Linked DNA regions of Mus musculus: region 1 is linked to region 2. The links are chromatin contacts, called in public promoter capture Hi-C maps. All regions are on one chromosome and are shown on one strand. The core of a region is the stretch at or near the end of the contact, and the rest is flanking DNA. Distances in the headings are between cores, read along the strand shown.

Region 1 (4,129 bases), core at 667-3,166, 1.2 Mb after region 2:
ACATGACACCCTGGAGCCAGGCAGTGGTGGCTCATGCCTTGAATCTCAGCACTGGGGAGGCAGAGGCAGACAGATCTCTTTGAGTTCGAGACCAGCTGGGTCTAGGGAACCAGTTCCAGAACAGCCAGAAGATCAAAGCAAATCAAAGATATTGAAAGAAAGATGAAATTTCAAGACCTGTATGTCATATAAAGTACTCAGAAATTGCTGGTTGTTTGTGAGCCTAGAGGCTGCCTGGGGCTGAGAAAAAAGAAAAACAAACCCGGGCATGCCCCATAGTTAAAACATTCCTGGGAACAGCTTGACCATAAAGATAAAGAGGAATGTGAGGACATAACAGGGCTATCTGAACTGAGTCAACAACTCATAGAACTCTGACATCCTGCACGTACATGTAATTTTTCTGCTGATGTTTGAATAAGCCAATAGCATGTCGCTATGCTGAATTCCACACCCCTAAGCTCCTTACCCCATAAAAACCCCTAGCTTTCGAGCCTGTGGCCAACATCCGTTATCTCCTGTGTGGGATGCATGTTGGTCCGGAACCCCATCATTAAACTACCTTGTGTGTTTACATCAAAGACGGTCTATTCGTGATTTTTTGGGTTTTGGGTGCACACCAAATCGGGAATTGAGTGGGGGTTTCCCCACTAGGTTCTATCAATATGACATATGGACACTGTAACATCTATCTCTCCAAGACCACCTAGCTTCTCTTTGTGTTTCTGTGTTTTACACCCTGCATTCTTTCGACCCCCAGCAGACATACTGCAAATCACTAGTACCTGCTGCTTCCATCCTGTGTTCCTCTCATAACTTTTTGTTGTCTTTCAGATCTTAGCCGGAGCTTCAGACCGTGTCTCTAGTCCCTCTAGAACGTTAACAATCATCAGGATTTCTGAATTCAAGACTGAATTGGAGAGGCCAAACCTACTCCATCTTGGGACCAGCCTCCATCTTCAAGAAAAGAAAAAAGCAGAACTCAAGCTGCACCAAAATACCAGAAAGGACCCCATGGCTTGTCCTTGGCCAGAGTTAATCCCTAGCTACTTCCTAGCAACAGTTAATCAAAGATTAGTTTGATTGTTTCAGATGTACTTTCAAACTGTTTGTGATCAAATGCACGATTCAGGGCACCCAACTATTGGCTTATAGTCATTCTATTAGATGCTTGCCAGACTGGACAACCCCTCCCTCGCTTTGAAAGAACCTAGTGGGGAAACCCCCACTCAATTTCCATTCGGAGCGCACCCAAGAATCACGAACAGACAACCATCTTGATGTAAAAGCATGAGGTAGTTTAATGACGGAGCTCCGGGCCGACATATATCTCCCTCAGGAGACAGAGGTGTCGACCACATGGTGGAGCCATAATGGCAGAGCTCCGGTTCGAAACGTATCTCACACAGGAGACAGTGGTTTCGACTCTGACGCTTGGAAGCTAGGGATTTTTATAGAAAAGGGATGGGGCTGGGGGAGGAATTGGCGAGGTTTCACATGATTGGTTCATTTAAACATCAACAGACTGTCAGAAGGGCGGGAGATAGGGGGGCATGTCCTGGCCTGTTCTGCTATGTTCTCAGCCCCAGGTTTCAAAGCTCACAAACAACTCTTTGGGCTATTTGACATAAATTACATGAATCACATGTCTCAAGTTTTATTTCCTTTCAGCTTTTATTTTTCTATAAAAACTTGTTCTACTGAGGGTTCAGGGCTGCTCCGCCTTCTCTTTCTGTCCTGCTGTGTTAAGGTCGATTTGGAGGAGAGCCCGAGCCTGAGCCCGAAATAAACCCTAACATCGGAGACGGATCCTTGGTGGTTTGGGAAGGTTCAAGCTTCCTGGCACGACAAACCAAGGTCCTGCACTACGCCTCGCTTCCGGGAAGTGAGTCAAGCACCGGTCGCACGTTATACACGTCACTTCCTCCTGGAACCCGGATAAAGAAGTTCCCAGATTACTGTCACTGCTCCCAACCGCTGCACTACAGACATGGCTCTGCCACCTTTTTTCGCCCAGAGCCGTCAGGGACCTCCCCCTCCGCAGCCACCGCCTTCCGCTCCATTCGGCTGTCCGCCCCCGCCGCTGCCCTCTCCGGCTTTCCCGCCGCCCCTTCCCCAGCGACCCGGCCCCTTCCCGGGGGCTTCCGCCCCCTTCCTCCAGCCTCCGCTGGCCCTGCAGCCCCGCGCGCCAGCCGAGGCCTCCCGCGGCGGTGGCGGTGGCGGCGCCTTCTTCCCGGTGCCACCCCCACCGCTGCCGCCGCCGCCGCCGCAGTGCCGGCCCTTCCCGGGGCCCGACGCCGTCGAGCGTCCACGGCCACCGCCTCCAGGTCCCGGGCCGCCCTGGAGCCCGCGCTGGGCGGAGGCGCCGCCGCCGCCCGACGTGCTCGGAGACGCGGCCCTGCAGCGCCTGCGTGATCGGCAGTGGCTGGAGGCGGTGTTCGGGAACCCCCGGCGGCCCGGTGGCCTCCGGACCCCGCGCACACCCGCCGGGCCCAGCCTGGGTGAAGTCCGCGCGCGGTTGCGTTCCGCTTTGCGTTTGGTGCGGCGGCTACGCAGCTTGGGGCAGTCCCTGCGCGAGGCTGAGGCCGACGGAGCAGCCTGGGCCTCCCTGCACGCTCAGGCGGCGCCACTACGAGCGGAGCTAGCGGAGCGGCTGCAGCCGCTGGCCCAGGCCGCCTATGTGGGCGAGGCGCGACGGAGGCTGGAGAGGGTCCGGCGCCGCCGGCTGCGGCTTCGTGAGAGGGCCCGGGATCGGGAGGCTGAGCGGGAGGCGGAGGCCGCGCAGGCCACGGAACGGGAGCAGGAGATTGACCGCTGGAGGGTGAAGTGCGTGCAGGAAGTGGAGGAAAAGAAGCGGGTGAGAACCAGTATGCGCTCGGTGGTTGGAGCTGTGGTGTCTGGAACTCGAATCTGCGTGCTAGTTAACTTGTATGCTTATCCGCGAAAGCTAGCCTTTGCCACTTCTTTGCTCTGTATTCCTTGTTGACGATGTGTGGTGCATAAAACTCTAGAATTTGGACTATAAAGTCCCTTAAACACGCGACAGGTTTACACTGGTGCATTTCTGGGAGGACACACCTCTTGTGTCCTGCTTCAAAGTTGGATCCACTTACTGAAGATGCAGAGCAGTATCTTTTATACTGTCCTAAAGCATGCAAATGTAGAGGACTTGGACCACACCTAGAAACCTTTATAACATAATTGGCTGATGAGGTTGATAATAGTTCTCTCCCGGGTTCATTTGTTTTGGTTTGATACTATGAATACCAGTGTATCCGGTGGAGTGGGTCTGTCTGGATCAGGTGTTTCCAGGTACTTGGCCTCTTACTCAAATGATTGAATTAAGGACTCACACAAAATTGTAAAAATAGCAGGAAAACTATATTCAAAAACAATGCAGTAAGTAGCAAGTGCAGATTAGAAAGGAAAACACTGTCAACAGATTGGCAGCCACAAGGCCCATGAGATACTCCGGTTATTTTTGGAGAGTGTGCATAGCCCGGTCCCACTGGTCTCTCAGGTTGCTGTGCTGTTTTGTCCATGCCTTCCTTACCCCTGTTCAGTACTCATATCTATAGTAGACACTACACTAGTGTCCTGCACACAATCCCGAGGAATTCATTACCCTAATTTTACAGACTGAGACTTAAAGCAGCTAACTTGACAGCAGTCACACAAGCCTGTATACCAATATTACCTCAGATTTAGTCCCAAGTTGTATGACTTCAAAGCTTGTCTGTCTCATGTTCTTCAGTAGAACCCGGGAGAAAGTAGGATTTGCCAAGTGTAGGTTGAAGACATCCTCATTTCCTTTGAATGCTATTACTATTGTTATTGTTGTTTCAGAGTTATTTATTTTGGGTTTTGTGATTGTTTTGCCTGTGTGTGTATGTGCACTGCATATGTGCCTCCTGCCTATGGGGTCAGAAGAGGACATTGGATCCCCTGGAACTAGAGTTACAGATGGTGATGAACCATCTGTATGGGTGCTGGGAATTGAACCCTGGTCCTTTGTAAGAGTCACAAGTGCTCTTAATTGCAGACCCATTATTCTAGTTTATATATATGTTAGTTTTATTTATATATACATATATTTGTTAGTTTTTGAAAATATAATTACATAATTTCC
Region 2 (4,140 bases), core at 36-2,535:
AGTGCTGGGATTAAAGGCGTGCGCCACCACGCCGGGCTCTGAAACTATCTTAAAAAACAAAAGCACATTAGTTCTTTTCCTGTAGTAGTGAAAAATTATTACTGCTTTTGTAAACAGGAGGGGCAATAATGGCAGTTAAAAATGATAGCATTTAGAGACTAATGGGCTATACCCAACTAGCAACACCTTGCACCTAGAATTAAAGTTTTTTGTCTTCACATCAGGCCTACGAAATCAAAAATCTCAGAGGCTGAGCCAGTCAATGTATATTTTGGCAACCCTGTGGGTGATTCTGATGTGAGTCGCTGACTTAGATTTTCACACAGGATGTAGAAGTTGACAGAATTTCACTGAGGGAACACAGTGAATTTGTGGCACGGCTCACGCCTCTCATCTCGGCATCAGGAGGCTGCCGAGGAGGGTCGATGCGGATTCTGTCCGTTTCTGAGCTTGAGGCCCGATGACATCTAGCTCTCTGTGTCCCAGGAGCCTCTACTTAGAAGCGTGTACATCAGTCCAATCCGTACACTGCTTTGCCATCTTGCCTCCCTTGGGTAAGCTCGGGTGTTTTCTCCGGAGGCCGGCAGTAGCCTAGGCCTCCGCAGAGCCCTGGCTGCCTCTCACATCCCAGGTCCAGGAAAGCCGGCAGCCAGCTGTGGCAAACACCACCGGCAGGGGAGGGACAAGTACCATCCCATTCCCCAACCACAACTCACTGCCGGAGACGAGCATAAAACTCCTCCGCCGCGCGGTTCATTCGCGACCACATACCGCCGTGGCCTCCGTCCATTGCTAAGAAGTTAAACTGAACTGCGCGCCCAGACAATGACGTCAGAGGCCATGACCCCGCCCCGCCGGAACTACTTCACGCTTTAAGTTCGGTTTGTACTCAACGCTAACACATTGCTTTAATTTAGTAGAGCATCCCCTCAATTTACTATTCCAAAAGTCTCCCATTTCTGTTAGGGGGGAAAAAATGGACTAAAAGAGATGTTATGATGAGGGTGGGCGGGATGAGGAGAAAGATAATTCTCGCGAGAGTTGTGACGAGTTACGAATTATTCCGCGAAAAAGAGTCCCTCCTTTCTAATCACTCTTTTTAACTTTAAAAAAAATGAATACATAATTTTAACACACGTCACGCAATAATATTACCTTTTGAAATTTTTACATGTAGCAGAAAGATAGATCGTGTCTCTAATTTGATTTTGATAAGGGGCAGGATGCGGAAGACGAGTGGAAGGATATATAGAGTACAAGTGACAAGTCTTTCCTTTTCCTGTGGGAGCAGCCGGGTAGAGAGGAGCGTGGCCTTCTCCTCTCCCCGTCATGGTGAGTGGAGGTCTTCTACACTGGGCTTCCCCCTGGTCTGGGGGGCGGCTATAGAGGAGGGCGAAGGTTCAGAACATGGAATCTGCAGAGAGGAGACGAGGGAAAGGAAACCTAGCACCTTTTCTGGCCGGAGCTGAGTTGTGGGCGCTGAGGCAGCCATCTTAGAGGCAACGTGGGCAACAGCGCCAGGTGGATGGTAGAGGAACCTTTGGGATCTTAGCTTTTCTTAGTTCTAAGCTTTGCTTAGTTCTAAGCAGGGTTGCTGGAAGCCGAGCGTTTTGATGCCAGAGACTTGTCAGGGGTTCGAGATCGTCCGATGACAACTCCGCACAGGCCGTGGCGGGTCATGTGCTTTCAGTCCGGAGAAATTGTCTTCAAAGAAAAGGGCTGAAGGATATCTGAATTTATGCTTTCCAGGAAGATTGCCTTCACCTCTTTAAGACAATTTCTGGAAATGCATGTCTTCGTTACTTTATATGATGTAATCTAGACCTTTGAATCTTAAGCGAGTTTTCAGTAGTAATTAGTATATTGTTTTACCACGAATGTTTATCTGTAGATGGATTAAGGTTGTTCTGACCACAGTAATTTGGAGACTGTTAGATTCATCGTTAAACCGACTAGATAGGTTGTCCTATTGTGAGACGACTTAAAGGGGGGTATAGTAGAAGAGATGGTATAGTATCTGGAAGGGCACATGGGAAATAGGTCAGACCTAAGTGCTGGTGGAATCCTCAGTTAAGAGTCTTTCAGAGTATCAAAACGTTTCTGAATTTGAAGGGGTCTGGAACATTGGATAAATGAGCAGGCCAGCTTTGCTGAAGTTGGTGAGGGTAGAATTAATTTAACATGTCCTCATTAAACAGTATCTATGAACAGTTTTTATAATGTTGCTTCCAAGTTTGTTTCTCATTAAAATTGATAGATTTTCAGGTTGTCCTTTTGCTGTAAAACTATTGAAATGATAAACCCAGTGGTGGTTTACTGTGTTGCTTGAATTTGGGGTCTCCTGCAAAGCAATACTTGCCTCAAACTGATTCCACAGATTGGCCTGTATATGGCCTCAAATATTGGGACTTTTACTTCTGTATTTACATATTTGTCTCCAGATATCAAGCTCTTGACATTTAATTATGGGATGAATGTGTCTCCAATGTTGTCAATATAAGTACTCTTGATTATTTTTAAGTGAATCCATTATTATTATTATAACATTATATGGTTTTATTGGCATTGTATTTCCTGTCTCACACAGTTAACACCTGCCTTCCTAGTCCCCAGGGAGTCATATCTGTTTGCAAGTACTAATAATGTGGGCTTTAAAATCTAGGTTTCAAATACAGGAGATGGTACTTCCTCTGTTTTAGTTACTTTTTTTATTCCTTCCAAGGCTTGTGCCCGTCCCCTCATATCGGTGTACTCCGAAAAGGGAGAGTCATCTGGCAAGAATGTCACTTTGCCAGCTGTGTTCAAAGCTCCCATTCGACCAGATATTGTGAACTTCGTTCACACCAACTTGAGGAAAAACAACAGACAGCCCTATGCCGTCAGTGAATTGGCAGGTATGGATTTGCATTCGTCATCATGGTTATATACTTTCCAGGGCTCCTTTGCAGTAAATGATGAGATTCCATTGGTCCGTGTTTCTGAACTACATGATTTTCCTTGGCTATTCTGATACTGCCTTTATCATGCATTAGTTTTAAGTCATGGGTTTGTTATGAGTTAGTTCCTAAACCTTTTGTTCTTCCCAATTTTAGGTCATCAGACCAGTGCTGAGTCTTGGGGTACTGGCAGAGCTGTGGCTCGAATTCCAAGAGTTCGAGGTGGTGGGACCCACCGATCTGGCCAGGGTGCCTTTGGAAATGTATCCTTGATTAGTGCTCTTGGCAACTGACCAACTGGACTTAGGCTAATTAATATTTGAATCATGTTTAAACATACTAGAGTCTCTCTAGACAAAAATCTGGAGATGTTTGGCTGGGAACTTGCAGTGATGTCGTAATTTGCGTCTTACTCTGTTCACAGCGACAGTTGCCTGCTGTCAGTATGCTGGTTCAGAAGGTTGACGAACATTGTTACTGAGCAAGTAGTAATCTTGTTAATTTTCTAAATTTGAAAAAGATGTTAATTCTTGACAAAGAAAACAGATGTGTCGTGGGGGACGCATGTTTGCACCAACCAAAACCTGGCGTCGTTGGCACCGCAGAGTGAATACAACCCAAAAACGATATGCCATCTGTTCTGCCCTGGCTGCCTCGGCCTTACCAGCTTTGGTGATGTCTAAAGGTCTGATGCTTTGATATGTGACATTTAGTTTTAACTTGTACCTAAGTAAATTGCTTTCATGAATTCTGTTTCTCTCTGCCTGCTAAAGTCACTTATGCTTACATCAACATAGTAGGCTCTTATCACATTCTTATAATGTTCTTGACTGTCAAAATGATGAAATTCCACTTAATGGTCCGTGTTTCTGAAACGCATGATATTAGTGGAAATTCTGATTTGGCGCAAATTGCATGATGGTTTATTTTGAGGTGTGGTGCAAAGTGAGACATCTGCCACTGAAAGCAGAGACAGTATCTTTTGAGTTCTGGAACAGTGTTTCTGGGGGGAAAGATGAGACTTTGCTGTTAAGTATTAAATTGGTTTTGTTAGGTCATCGTATTGAGGAGGTTCCTGAGCTGCCGCTGGTGGTTGAAGATAAGGTTGAAGGTTACAAGAAGACCAAGGAGGCTGTTCAGCTGCTCAAGAAACTCAAAGCTTGGAATGACATCAAAAAGGTAAGCTCACCATATACACTGATCT

What was found. Capture Hi-C pulls out chosen DNA fragments and counts their contacts.
Region 1: a promoter capture Hi-C map of adipose tissue shows a contact between it and region 2, with 3 times the contacts expected there. The contact joins the promoter of Pdcd7 here to the promoter of Rpl4 in region 2. A contact is called at or near these places in 15 of 39 promoter capture datasets (the 3T3-L1 cell line, the C10 cell line, the HPC-7 cell line and 11 more), 12 of 484 Hi-C or Micro-C datasets (CD4 T cells, CD8 T cells, the MNK3 cell line and 5 more), 5 of 115 datasets of contacts at active chromatin or transcription factors (astrocytes, embryonic hindbrain, large pre-B cells and 2 more) and 2 of 9 other capture datasets (adipose tissue and liver).

What each region holds. Positions count from the first base shown.
Region 1 is chr9:65,344,152-65,348,280 of GRCm38.p6, forward strand. It overlaps Pdcd7 (programmed cell death 7), which reads left to right and starts at 1,917. Exons shown (of 5, transcript NM_016688.2): 1 at 1,917-2,857. The coding sequence starts at 1,991.
Region 2 is chr9:64,172,102-64,176,241 of GRCm38.p6, forward strand. It overlaps Rpl4 (ribosomal protein L4), which reads left to right and starts at 1,286. Exons shown (of 10, transcript NM_024212.4): 1 at 1,286-1,332; 2 at 2,723-2,894; 3 at 3,093-3,199; 4 at 3,483-3,621; 5 at 3,991-4,115. The coding sequence starts at 1,330. Zwilch (zwilch kinetochore protein) reads right to left here and starts at 830. Exons shown (of 19, transcript NM_026507.4): 1 at 717-830. The coding sequence starts at 790. It overlaps Gm23344 (a small nucleolar RNA gene), which reads left to right and starts at 2,947; the gene lies at 2,947-3,014. It overlaps Snord16a (small nucleolar RNA, C/D box 16A), which reads left to right and starts at 3,331; the gene lies at 3,331-3,421. It also overlaps Gm22571.